3 separate regions of the Sus scrofa genome follow, and all the other regions are linked to region 1. Evidence: chromatin contacts called from public Hi-C and promoter capture Hi-C data. All regions are on one chromosome and are shown on one strand. The core of a region is the stretch at or near the end of the contact, and the rest is flanking DNA. Distances in the headings are between cores, read along the strand shown. Region 1 holds the start of PPP4R3A (serine/threonine-protein phosphatase 4 regulatory subunit 3A). Region 2 holds the start of TRIP11 (thyroid receptor-interacting protein 11). Region 3 holds the start of NDUFB1 (NADH dehydrogenase [ubiquinone] 1 beta subcomplex subunit 1).

What was found. Promoter capture Hi-C pulls out the DNA fragments that hold promoters and counts their contacts. A called contact is a pair of places that touch in the nucleus more often than the background predicts.
Region 2: a promoter capture Hi-C map of liver shows a contact between it and region 1, with 4 times the contacts expected there. The contact joins the promoter of TRIP11 here to the promoter of PPP4R3A in region 1. A contact is called at or near these places in 2 of 5 promoter capture datasets (fetal liver and liver), 2 of 47 Hi-C or Micro-C datasets (heart right ventricle and liver) and 1 of 2 datasets of contacts at active chromatin or transcription factors (alveolar macrophages).
Region 3: a Hi-C map of liver shows a contact between it and region 1, with 2.9 times the contacts expected there. The contact joins the promoter of NDUFB1 here to the promoter of PPP4R3A in region 1. A contact is called at or near these places in 1 of 5 promoter capture datasets (liver), 3 of 47 Hi-C or Micro-C datasets (embryonic fibroblasts, heart right ventricle and liver) and 2 of 2 datasets of contacts at active chromatin or transcription factors (alveolar macrophages and skeletal muscle).

The regions. Positions count from the first base shown.
Region 1 is chr7:113,146,919-113,151,508 of Sscrofa11.1, forward strand. PPP4R3A (serine/threonine-protein phosphatase 4 regulatory subunit 3A) reads right to left here and starts at 2,070. Exons shown (of 15, transcript XM_005666399.3): 1 at 1,035-2,070. The coding sequence starts at 1,176.
Region 2 is chr7:113,598,855-113,603,461 of Sscrofa11.1, forward strand. It overlaps TRIP11 (thyroid receptor-interacting protein 11), which reads right to left and starts at 1,557. Exons shown (of 21, transcript XM_021099621.1): 1 at 693-1,557. The coding sequence starts at 831.
Region 3 is chr7:113,658,504-113,662,786 of Sscrofa11.1, forward strand. It overlaps NDUFB1 (NADH dehydrogenase [ubiquinone] 1 beta subcomplex subunit 1), which reads right to left and starts at 1,434. Exons shown (of 4, transcript XM_003482306.4): 1 at 1,387-1,434; 2 at 1,079-1,256. The coding sequence starts at 1,434. CPSF2 (cleavage and polyadenylation specificity factor subunit 2) reads left to right here and starts at 1,400. Exons shown (of 16, transcript XM_021099625.1): 1 at 1,400-1,561.

The DNA.
Region 1 (4,590 bases), core at 820-3,319:
GAACAACTACGATCTAAACCTGAAATAATTAGCTCCCATAAATTTATAGGCTATTGTCATAAGACAGGTTTTCAAATTCAGAAGAAAAAATTTTGAAAAGTTTTACCTGATGTGAATATTTTCTCTAAGGGAAACGGACCATATGCCACCAGGGAAGTGGCAATCCCTTAAACAGAGTGTGCCTTTAAACATGTGAAACACTTATCTTCAAACAATTTGGTCTTTGAACCTTAAGAGCTGTTTCAAAATATGCGAAGCATAGGCACTAGGGCCAGTTCCAAAGGTTTTAAAGGTTTCTACCAACTTCTCCCCACCTGTTAACTGAACCAAATTATAAATATACATTTTAAGCAATCAAAAAGCTCGTATAAAATGTTTCAAAACTTGCAGGATTTACCGTGAAACCACACACCAAATTCTGCATTTCTTATGAAAAAGGCAACTAACCCTGGGGGAACACAAATCTAGCTTGTCATGGAAAAGAAGAAATATTTTCTTTGCCGAGTGCAGAGTTACCTGCCTGATTCATAAACTAGGGATGCCAACTTGCAAGAGGATCAGAAAAATGCAGCAGAAATATATTTTTTTTTAAAAAAAGACAAACAGCAAAATATTTATGCTCCAAAGAGTAAACAGCTAAAACTTTCTTAGCTCTGGGCAAGTTTCATGCCTGCTTTACAGATAAGAGAACTAAGGCAGGAGATCGGATTAATCAGTGCCTTTCTCAAGGTCACTCTGGTGTAAGAGAACAGCACGGTCCGGACTCCCGCCCCCAGGTCCCCGACCTCTCCACACTCCCAGGCGGCAGAGCTCAAGGGTGCCTGGCTCTGCTCACGACCCGGCGCCCAGAGAAAGAAAACACTTCGAGGGCTCTCGGAGCAGTTCCGGGGGGACAGGGGTGCCGGGGGCCCTCCCCCGAGGCGGCGGCCGCCCCAGCCACCCCCTCGGAGAGAGGGCCACGGGCCCCGTGGAAGCCGGGAGGTGGCCCAGGGCCGCGACGAGGGGAGGGTCCCGCCGCCGAGGGGTTCACTCACCGTCGCTCTCGGCCCTGACAAGCAGGGACATGCCTTTCAGCCGCTCCACGTAGCCCGACGACACATGCCCGGTGCCCCGGTCGTCCCACTGCCGGTCCTCGTTGAGCGTGTAAACCTTCACCCGCCGCCGAGTGTCGGTCATCGTGCCGCGCGGGGGCCGGAGCAAAGGCCCCGCCGGAGTCGCCCGGAAAGGGGGTCCGGGGAGGCGGGAGCCGAGTGAGGAGGACGCCCGCAAGCCGAGGGCTCCTCGGCCTCACTGCCGCCTCTGGCCGCCCCGGGGCCGCGCTGCCGCCCGCATGGCCCGCCGCGGGGCCCGAGCTCTGGGCCCCCGCCTTGCCTCGCCTCCCGCTCCTCGGCGCTATTGTCCGGGCCCGGCGAGCCCAGCCACCCCGAGGGGGGCGCGCAGCGCTTCGCAGCCTCCTGTGCCGCCGCGGTAGGAACTCGGGGCGCCGGTCACTGCCCTGCTCCCGCCTCCGCCATGATCTCCGCGAAGCCGCTTCCCGCGCCGCCGCCGCCTCCTCAGGCCGCCGCCGCCATGTTTTCCTTCCTGATACCTGGTCCTGCCACCGCAGCTGGGGCTGCGCTCCGCTCCAGTTTCAAATGTCCGAAGCCGACGAGCGCCTGCTCCTGCTGCAACTGCTACCAGTGCGCGGAAGACTCCGAGAGCGCCCAGGAGCAGGAGCGCTCCTGGCTCCTGGGGGTCCCTGTCCCTCCGCCGCTGCCGCCGCCTCTTCCGTCTTCCTCACAGAGCCAAAGCCGCCGCCATCTTGGTTCGTTCCTCAATAGCGGCGCGCGGGGCCACCCAGGCAGCAGCTGCAGGGGCGGCCCGTTGGCCCCACCATTTAAAGAGACAGGAGCGAAGCCGGGAGCCTCGCAGCAGCGGAGGCCTCGGACGGAGGCGGGAGGCTGGCGCCGAGCTGCCGAGGTGGCGAGAGCGCAGGGAGCGGAGGAGGCGGAACGCTGGTCGCGCCGGTGACGGCCCGGGACTTCCTCGCGCTCCCTGCACGCACCGTCGTGCGAGCGCGGGGCGGTGTGTGCGTCCGTCGCGCCCTGTGTTCGTCATCAGCCCGGCTCCGGATTCGAAAGGGGCGTGGAGCCCGCCTCCGGCTGTGGAGCGTAGGGCGGCTCCCTACCCGACCGGAGCTTGGCGTCTCGGGGGCTGGGTCCGCCCGCAGCTTCCCGGCTGGCTCGCCGTCCAGCCGCGTCTACCCCTGCGCTGCAGTCGCCGGGCGGCTTCGTCCTGGGGCTCTGCCACGGCGCGCCGGCCTCCGCAAGTGTTCTGAACCAGCCGCCGTTAGAGCTGGACTGGGCATCCGGAGCGCGGAGATCGGTGGCGCAGGAGCCCCGCCGGACTCAGGCCATTCTTCTTTGGGAAGAGGTTGACAAGCTTCCGGGAAAGGCCACAAGTTCGGGCAGCAAGGTCGGCGGCAGGCCTTGGGAGCTGTCATGGGGCACGCATTGGGGTGCGAGTGTAGAAACTTCGGACAGTTTTCATTTTCTGGGCGTGGGACCAACCCGAAGTGACAAATCTAAAACCTCTCCTTACAATCCAGCTTGCTACGTCCGTTCTTTTATCCTTTATCAGAATTGTTATTTTCTAGCTTTCCATGTTGCAGTAAGAACTTGCGGGGGCGAGGGGCGGTGTACGAAAACAAATGTAGTACTGTACACTCAGGGTGAATGTTTCTCAACGTTCAGTGTTAAGCACTGTTAGTCTTCACAAAGAAATGACATTCTCATTCCTATCATGCAACAGTAGCCACCATTTGGGGGGCTTTTACTATTTGCCCGACGGGTTAGGTCATTGCTGGCCATTGGAAATATGAGCCGCCTGTGTAATTTTGCATTTCATAGTAGCACTTCTTTTTAAAAGTAAGAAGAAACTGCTGAAATTTATTTTAATAACATATTTGATTGTCTTTGGAAAAAAAAAATGTTGTCTGCCATTCTGGTTCTATAAGAATCCAGCCATTAGCCACTGCAGTCCTCACAGGCAATGCACCCTGCAGGCAATTCAGGATGGAGAAAAACAGGAAGCATTCTGTACTTTGGATTCACTGGCCCCAAGGTAATGAAGCTACATACCGAAGGAAAATTTTCAATGACTCCCCGACACTCTAACATCTCCCCATACACAGAAAAAACACTAAAATCGTTAACTTGAGATGTAACTCTTTTTAGGCTTGACTACAAATATTTTCCCTAGCAAAGTTGATATCTATTCCTGGCTCCTCCCTTACTTCTTAGGAGCAGGTCCTCAGAGCTGAGAGGCTGTCTCCTGGGCTATAGCCCTCAGTAAGTTCCCAGAATAGAACTTAACTCACAACTTTCACCTTGTGCAAAGTTGACAATTTTGTTGTTGTTTTGACACGCCCAAAGTTTCTGGGCCAGGGATCAAACCCACACCACAGCCTTGACAACTCAGGATCCTTAACCATTAGGCCACCAGGGAACTCCTTCAGTTGACAGTTTAATACAATATCTTTTTTTTTTTTTGTCTTTTTGTCTCTTTAGGACCATACCCGTGGCATATGGAGGTTCCCAGGCTAGGGGTCCAATCTGAGCAGTAGCCGCCAGTCTATGCTAGAGCCACAGCAACACAAGATCCTAGCTGTGTCTGCTACCTACACCACCGCTCATGGCAACGCTGGATCCTCAACCCACTAAGCAAGGCCAGGGATCAAACCGGAGTCCTCATGGATGCTAGTCGGATTCGTTAACCACTGAGCCATGACAGGAACGCCAATGCAGTATCTTCAGTATAAAATTGAGGTATTTTGAATTACTTTTTTCATACTAAGTTCAAAATGCGATGTGTATTCTACCTTTAGTGTAATTTTCCACTTGAAAAAGTAGATTCACAAACTAAAGTTATTCCAAATATGCTTAATTTTTTTCCCTAAATAAATCAAGATCAATTTTTAAATTTAAAATTTAATTAAATTTTAAAACTCAGTCCCACTAGCCAAACTTCCAGAGTTTAGGACCCACGTAGGGCTAGTGGCTACCATTTTAGCAGGATCAGATGTTTAATGTCAGGAATCTCACTAAACCTGCACCCTACAGCATTTTGAGTTATACCCATCTACTCAGAAAGAGGCCCTGACTGAATGACCAGGGCTAAGAGGTTTCCCAGGATGTGGGATTATCAGTCTTAAAGTCAGAAGCTGGAACTTTCCTTCTGCACCATGTCAGATACAAAGAAGTCCCCCCAAAGAACATTCTGAGACTTTCATTTACAAACAAAACTGGAAAATTATAAAAACAGAGCAGTCGTTTTTTTCTAATAAGTGAAATGCAATCATTTCAAGCATCAGAGCTTCACAGCAATTTTGTCTACTTTTGATACACACATCATTAAATTTATTCATATATTATTACTTATTTGATCCCCAAACCAAACATGAAATAGTTTGTGGGGGGAAGAAATACTTTCTAGGAGTTACTGTTGTGGCACAGCGGAAACAAATCCAACTAGGAATCATGAGGTTTCGGGTTCCATCCCTGGCCTAGCTCAGTGGGTTAAGGATCCAGTGTTGCGGTGAGCTGTGGTGTG
Region 2 (4,607 bases), core at 307-2,806, 450 kb after region 1:
TGATTACTATGTAACTCTGGGTCACTAGCCATTAGTAAAGCAAAATGAGGACTTTAAAAATGAGTGAAGGTTGGTAAGGGTACCCAAAGAAGAAGGCTACCTTCCTTGTTTTACTGTAGATTGGGGGGGGGGGCAATTAGGCACAAATGTACATGTTCAGCTGAAACGCTTTAATGTGTCACCAGAATAAGCAAAAACATAAAACAGGAAAAAAACATAACCATGTTTAACAACATACTTAAGTGAGAAAAAAGTTACTAAATGTTTTAGTTACTTGAATTGCTACAAAAATCCAAGAAAACCCCTCAAAAGAGACTATGTGTCCTACACAACTAATTTTTTTAAACTGTGTCAGTATAAAGGAAAGGGATCAAAATCAGTTCCGCCCCCAAGTTAAGGGCAAAGTAGGCGGTGGGCGTGGATGAACCAAACAAAAATAAACTTGTCTCTACGAAGGAGCAGTTTCACTCCGTCCTGAGCTATCCAGAGGAGAAAAACCAGAACTCTTTCACCTCCGGCCCCAGCGGTCATCAGAGAAAATCGCTTAAAGAGGCAAAAGGAAGAATGTAAAGAAAAAGGGCGGAATGATACTCCTCTGGACCTGTCCGCGCCTCATGATGGATGGACTTGGGGACCAAACGGACGCTCCCAGGGTCCTAGTAAACCCCTCCTCCCATCGCCCCAGCTGTTACCTTCCACTTCCTCCGTGCCCTCCATCAGCATATCCTTCGTAAAGTTTGAAATTTGGCCAGTGAGGGAAGCCAGGCTGCCCCCGACTTGACCCAGGGACTGGCCCAGGCCGGAGCCGAGGCCCCCAAGCCAGGACGACATCGCTGCGGGTTATTAGAGAACGACCTGGTCCGCTCCGGAAAAAAGCGTCCAGCCTCGTCGGACGATCCCGTCAAATGTCCTCGAACCACACTGCCTCCGCGGGACTGGTGCGAATCCCAACACTCAGGATTCGATAACACAATGAGGGGTTCCTAGGCAACGCCGGCTTCGGGGGCTCCCACCAACCGCCCGGCTCGGACCAGAAACGCAAAGGCCTGGCCCGAGACTTTATCAGGGGCCCGCCTCCAGTGACACGGCCACTCCCGCGGGGCCTCCGCTCATTCCCACGACTTCCCACCGTCAGGGTTAGGCCACTTCTTCCTCTGCTTTAGTGACTTTCCCCAGTTCGGTGGGCAACTCCTGCCAACTCGACGCCGGCCGCCATAACACCGACTACGGACGCGGCCACGGATCATAGAGAGGCGCCACGGTGGCGTAGAAAGGCCCAGCGAAGCCGACGGACGTGTCCTTGGCGCAAGGGAGCATGGGATTGAGGAGGACCGAGGGTGGCCGCCGGAGCGGCTCCCGCCGGCCCAGGGCAAGGTCAGCTTCCACGTTGTCCGCCCGCTTTTTGGCCGCGTGGACTGGTGACCCGAATCCGCGGCGACGCGGCGCTCTCGGCCGGCCGCAGCTGCGTTTCAGGCAGAGCCACCCCCTCGGTGGCTGTTCCGCGAGGCCAGCGTAGCCGGGCAACCCGTGGACTCACCGTGTTAGTGAAACCTGAGCGTTTTAATTCTGACTGCACCCGCGCAGGCAGAGGTGCGAGGGGACTTGGCGGGGACCCCCCCACCCCGGAAAGGAAGTGGGTTTTACTTAACTTGCCCACGTGATTGTACCGATTGTGAGAGACCCTGTCAAGGGCCGCCCCGTGCCCGGCACGATGGTAGGAATTCAGGATACACAGAAAGGATGGGATCGAAAATTCAAGTGTCCAGACAGGAAACACATTGATATTGGTCACCTTCAGAGTGGAGAATTTCGCTGCTGGCTTTCCAGCTCACAGTTGAAGCTCTGCCTTCTTTAATATATGAAGAGCTTTATTCATTAGACCTATTTAACCTATTAAGTTAAAAACACAGACTACCCTTTTCCAAAATAATTCCGTAGGGGACAGCAAGGCCATTTAATATTGAAAGAACGCTGTTCTCATGTAAACTCTCCTAAAGTGTTGGTGGCACTAGCCCTGCAAGGCTCCATCCCCCCCCCCACATTCCTCAGTTACACAGGTTGGTGCACACAGCAGCCTACTGACCCTGCTTGCTTTTTCCCTAAAGGAAAAAAAGATCATGTGACTCACAGGCATTTGCCGCAGTGGTACGTGGACGCACACTACCTGGCCAGAGAGACTGCCACATATTAGACTTTGAAAAGAATAGAATAGGTCTGCAGGTCTTTTAAGCATAGCACTAAATATACTGGCATCTTTGGCTTTGATTTTATGCACAGCAGAGGCCTGGTACAGATTTCATCATTTGCGAATGGATCATAGGGAAATGTATTTGAAATGTGACTGCACCAAGCAATAGTTGCCCTCCCTGAAATCTGAATCAGCTGCAGCTAATACGAATTTCATCATCACTTAATGAGTGGCAAAACCAGCCCAGCAATATCAAACATGTAACATATCCCACAGAGCCCATAAGTCTGAATGACTCCACATGGTGGGTCTTGCTGCCCAGCTGAAATTCTGATTTTTGTAACCTCAACAGACAGAAGGTTAAAAAAATAAACAAACAAACAAACAAACAAAAACTAACCAAAAAATGGTATCAACTGCAAACTAGTTTCAATTCCTCAAGAGGCAGCAGCATCAATATTCTCTAGGGAAAACAGTTCCGTTTTCTAAAGAAACCATCCAGGTGTGTTTATCTATGCAAACGTAAAGCAAAACCCCAGTTTTATGTTTTGTTTGTTTTTTGTTTTTAGGACCACATCGGTGGCAGCATATGGAGGTTCCCAAGCTAGGGGTCCTACACTACAGCCACAGCTACAAAGGATCTGAGCCTCATCTGAGACCTACACCACAGCTCACGGCTACGCCAGATCCTTAACCCACTGAGTGAAGCTAGGGATCGAACCCACAAACTCATGGTTCCTAGTCCGATTCGTTGCTGCTGCGCCACAATGGGAACTCCCCAAACCCCATTTTTAAAAGTAGAACTTAAAATAGTAGTCTGATCTTTCCCTCTCAATTTCTAAATATTATGCTTATAATTGTCATTTTCTCTGTTACAGAAAATTAAAGATTTATCCTCTTGTACAACACATCCCTCCACTTCCCTTCCTTCTGAGCTCCCACTTAGGCTAGTGCTATCATAATTATTGGTAAAATCATTAATTAATTTTACCGGATATGACCATGGAAGTGTTTTTCATTGCTGAGCCACATGGTGGCTTTCTGTTCTTCCTGAAGTTAACAAATGCCATCTTTTAGATCTGCACAAATTTCTGTAATTACAAAATCACTAATCCTTCTAAAACTTGCCAACAGAATTGTAAAACATGCTCCTAATTCTGATTTGAAGAAGGCATCAAGAATTCTGGAGTTCCTGTCATGGTGCAGCAGAAACAAATCCGACTAGGAATCATGAGGTTGCGGGTTCGATCCCTGACCTCTATCAGTGGGTTAAGGATCCGGCGTTGACGTGAGCTGTGGTGTGGATCACAGACACAGCTTGGATCCCGAGTTGCTGTGGCTCTGGCGTAGGCCCGCAGCTACAGCTCCGATTCGACCCCTAGCCTGGGAACCTCCATATGCTGCAGGCACGGCTCTAAAAAAGACAAAAGACAAAAAAAAAAAAAAAAAATTCCATTATTTGTTCAGATTTAGTCCTTTCTATCCAGAGTCTGGTGTTGCCTTGCTCCTCTCTCCTCTGACCTATTCTTTGACTCTTGTTTTTCTTTCTGGAATCTTGTAGACTCTTCGCTTTATCTGAAATTCAGTGATACTCTGAAATTAATAATGATGTGCCTTGGGGTGGGTTTGTTGTTGTTTCATTCATGATGCTGGGCACTCAGCAAACTTTCAAAAACCGTATCTTTTAAAAACTTTGTGAAAGTTATTTAAAATATTTTTTTATTGATAAACGTCTCCTCTCCAGGGAATCAGCTGTTTTTGTTTTTTGTTTTTTAATGGCCGCACCCGTGGCATATGGAAGTTCCAGCCAGGGATGGAATCTGAGCAGCTACAGCAATGCTGGATCTTTTAACCTAGGGCTCCAGGCTGGGGATGAAACTTGTGCCTCCGCAGTGACCAGACCCACTGAAGTTGGATTCTTTTTTTTTTTTTTTTGAACAGCTGCACCTGTGGCATATGGAAGTTTTGAGGGGGTTGAATTGGAGCCACAGCCACAGCAACACCGGATCTGAGTGCATCTGTGACCTGTACCGCAGCTCACCGCAACACCAGAACCTTAACCCACTGAGTGAGGCCAGGGATCCAACCTGCATCTTCAGGAAAAACATGTAGGGTTTGTAACCTACTGAGCCACAACGGGCAGGAACTCCTGCAGTCAGATTCTTAACCCACTGCACCACAGCAGAAACTCTGTGGGAATTGGCTGTTTTTCAGAGACCTTTTTTTTTTTTTTCTTTTTGCCTTTTCTAGGGCCGCTCCTGCAGCATATGGAGGTTCCCAGGCTAGGAGTCGAATCGGAGCTATAGCCACCGGCCAACGCCAGAGCCACAGCAACTCGGGATCCCAGCCGCATCTGCAACCTACACCGCAGCTCACGGTAACGCCAGATCCTTAACACACTGAGCAAGGCCAGGGACCG
Region 3 (4,283 bases), core at 184-2,683, 510 kb after region 1:
TATTATGGGGTTGGTTCCAGATCACTGCAATAAAGCAAATACCGAGATAAGTGAGTCAAAAGAATTTTTTGATTCCCCAGTGCCTATAAAACTTGTTTACACTATACTACAGTTTATTTAAAATATGCAATAGCATTATGTCTAAAAACACACTGTACATACTTTAATTAAAAATATAATTTATTGTTAAAAAATGCTAACCATCATCTGACAAGGGTTGCCACAACTTCAATTTGTTAAAAAATATCAGTGAAGCATAATAAAATGAGGTATGCTTGTATTATTTACATTTTCTTCAATCCATTTCTCTCTCTTAACTTCTCAAAAGAAGACTGTATATGGTGTGTATTTTTCTAAGTCCTTCCAAACTCACGTTGTAATAATAGTTGATTAGACATTAAAAAAATAAATTCTATTCTCTAATTAGTCTCTATTGCACTTATATGTATTGATCAAAATGTGTCGACTTAACGTAAAAAAAAGTCGGGAGCCAGAAAACTCCTTGAGGTCTGGAACCCTGTCTTAACAACATACACACGCTAGAAATAAAGCACAAATAAATCCTTTTTTTAAAAATTAAGTTTTTACAAAGTGCATATTTTGTGGAATGGTGGGCTCAAGAGGATTTGAGATGTAGAACAGAGCAAGGTTGCGATGCTGAGTAACAAGCAAGACAGAACTCTGAAACTTGGACGAATCGGAGATCTTTCTGGAGAAGCAGCCCCTTCTCTCCTGCAGCCTAGGAGCTGTGATCCCAGATAGTGTCTCCTCCGCTCGGGCAACATCAAAAGACATTTTCCAGTTATGCTAGCCTCAGAGTACCCTTTTCAAAAGGCATCAGACGGGAAAGCTGAGCGCAGCGGTCCTCCAGAAAGCAACGCCCTCTCCGCCCCCCCTCCCCTGTCCCCCTCTCCTTCGTTGGGAAGCCTGGGAAGCCGCGCCGCTCCAGTCCTGCAAAGTCCCAGATCCCCCGCACCTCCCCGTACACAGGCTGCAGAAGGCTTTCCTAGAACTTCACCCCACTCCGCCTGCACAAAAGCAACTCTAGCCGCCTCCAACGCCTCGACCCCAGACCCACCTGCGGCCTCAGAGCCAACAACGACCCCCACGACCAAGGGCAGCGGTGAACCCAGCCACCAGCGCCGGCGGAAGCTGTGGCCTCGGGATCTACCATTCGCCGGGCCCGCTCGAAGAGAGGGGTGGCTCCGGGAAATCATAAATCTTCTTCCTTTCACTCCTTGATTCTTATCACATTTCTTTAAGATTTAACACATTATACAGCCTTTAAAAATAAAATTTTGTTCCCAGGTGAAGAGTTGGTGTTAGCACCACCTCCTTCCTCCAGCTTTGTCACCCCTCGCCCCCGAAGATGGTATCACCCCTCGCCTCCCCGCCTCCGCGGGTCTCCTCCAGTTTCAAAATGGCGGCCGCCATTGAGGGTTTTCTGCTGGCAGATCGTCACGGGTGCTGCTGAGCCAACATCAGCTTTTCTCGTTCTTGAACCTGGATTCTACTAGGGGTTGGGAAGGGCAGTGGACGGCGTTGGGGGAGGACTGACGAGGCAAGTGGGGGCGGAAGAAATCAGTGCGCCTTTGGATGGGGGAGGGGGCGTCCTCGGCCCTCGGGGAGAGCCTGGCTCCGACTCTGACTCGGTCTCCACCAGGGACGCGCGCCTGGGGTTTCGGTTGTGACTCTCCTGGTCATTCCCGGCCGAAGTGCTCAGTGAGGGAAACAGTGATTTCTTCATGGGTCTGAAGCTCCCGATTCTGTTGTGGCAGTTCCTACGATTCAGTCCCATGCTCTCCTTCCCTCTTTTTTGCTGTTTCCCTCCCCTTTGAGTCTCGGCGCCGGAGGAGTTAATCCGACGTCCGCTTTGGCTCCTTAGCTTTGTGGCTGCCTTGTTCTCAGCCTCCTCGCTTGGGGTCTTCCTGTCGCCTCGGATTGAGAGACCACGAGGCTACTGGCCACAAAGCAGGCGTCCTCTTTAGTTAATCGACTCAAAGACCTTACCATGCTTTATTAAAAAAAGTTTCGGTTCCCCCCTACCCCCCATAGCCTTTGAGCACTTCCCGTATTATCATTATTTACGTACTCTTCAGTAAACAAGAGGTCAGAATAATTTTAACCCTGGCAAGTCTGGCTTCCTGTGACCAGGCGAACTTGAGTGAGCAATTGCCCATGCCCTAATAATATTTTAATGTTTTTTATGTTAGAACCCCTTTGATCCTGTTAGGAAACCAGTGCTCTCCCGGAACTGACCAGGAGGAGACTTCTTACGAGTCTTCGAGGTTAACCCAGACTCTCATTTTCCTTAGACTTTGCTGATTCCCCTTAGTTGTCATTAACATGCACCCACAATCGTTATTAAGAAAGCAAGTAACTTTGATAGATAGTTAAGATGAAATGGTGTTGGTCAAAAACCGCTGCCCAGCAGCAATTTATGATGTCGTGAGGGTTCATTCCTTTCAGTACACATGTACGTTGCTTTGAACGCTGTGCTCCGTATTGGAGATTAAAAGATTCACCTGAACGCTTCTCTCATGCCATTCAACATCCATTCACCATTATTCTTTGTGCCCACTTGTGCCAGCTAAATGTAAATACCATTGCTTGGAGACACCAGAATAGCTTTATAAAAGAGTAAATTTGAGCTGGGTCGTGAAGGGCCAAAAGGAATTTACTAAGCTCACGGGAAGGTCATTCTTGGTTGCAGTGCGGGGATGCAGAGACTGGAGAAGTTTTGGCAAGCTTGGGGAGAGCGGGAGAATGAATGTATTTGAGCATGCTGTGCAAGGGTGGTTGGTGAAGCAAGAGGAAGATTGAGGTAAACTTGTAAAGGACCTTGCTTTCCAAGGAAGGTGTGAGATTTTCTTTGGTACTTAGCCAATGACTGCCTTGCACAAGGAAGGGGGCATGAGGCTATTTTTTGTAGGATGGTCTCTCTGATAGCTGTATGGAAGATCAACTTGGAACTGAATGAGAGGAAATTGCAGTCATTCAGGTAAGGAAATGAGTGCCTTCATTGGGGAAAGATAGTAAAGGATGTTAGACATTTCTGAAATGTCAAAAAGGAATTCAACTGGTGGCAGCCAATTTGTGGTAAGAAGGTGACTTCAGAATTTTTCGTCTGGGAGACTAAGTGGTTGGTGATACCATTAAAGTCTAGTCTGAGATGTGCATAAAAATAGGACGGTGCCTCCTTGCACTTTAGGGGTGACAGAGCACAACGCTCCACAGTCCAAAGCATGTTCAGAGTTGCTATCTGTGCTATTCCAGTAGCCACCAGCCTCATGTAGCTGCTGAGCTTTTGAAATTGTGGTCAGTTCAAATTGAGTTGTGCTGTAAATATAAAATACACACTGGATTTTGAAGATTTAGGACTGAAAAAAAAAAAACCAGTTTCTTAAAAATGATTACATGTTGGAATGATAACATTTTGGATATGTTGGGTTAAATAAAATTAATTTCACCTGTAAAACTTTAATGTGGCCCAGAAAAAAAATTTTAATTACATTTGATATGCATGCTGTTTTTATTGGACAGAGCCGTACTAGTCTAGATGAATGATAGAGGAATTAGTGAGGAGTGGAATTTAGGCTGGGCCTTAAACTGGTGATGGTCAGCAGTGCTGTCAGGGCAGCTTGCTGGCACCCTCCAGGTTTGGTTGTTTCAGACTGTAGGAAGCCTTCAGAGATTTCTAAGCAAGGACTCATACATGTGGGGGTGTTTCAGAAGATTAATCTGGCAGTAGGGTTTAGGTTGAGATGAAGGGAGGAAAGGCTGGAGGCCAAGAAACAGAAACCCAAATGTAAGGCAATGAGGCCCTGTATTAAGGTACTTGCTGTCGGAATGGGGAGGGAATGGTAAATGTACAAGGAATTCTAAGGGGAGAGTAATTCCGGAGGTGGTAACAGTCTGTTCAAGAAGCAAAGGGAGGAATCAAACATGTAGAGTTTCTAGCCTTGGTTCCTTAGACAATGACTCGTGAACTCATGTCGCAGAGTTATAAGGTGCATTTGAGGCTGAAGAAGTTTAGTCTCAAAATAGCACCAGCAAAGGTGAAAGGAGGGAGGGGGCTGCTAAATCCTCTCTTTTTTTTTATCTCCCTGCTTTGACCACCGACTTTATCTAAACAATCACACATACCAGCAAATGTTTTGAATCTGCAGAACTGCCTATATCCTGTCATCTTATAATTGATCTTAAAATATCTCTTTGTTACCTGTTCTGTCCAACAGTTAGAACTAGGTCCAGAGTTTCCAAGGCCTTTCATTAGCTGGCCC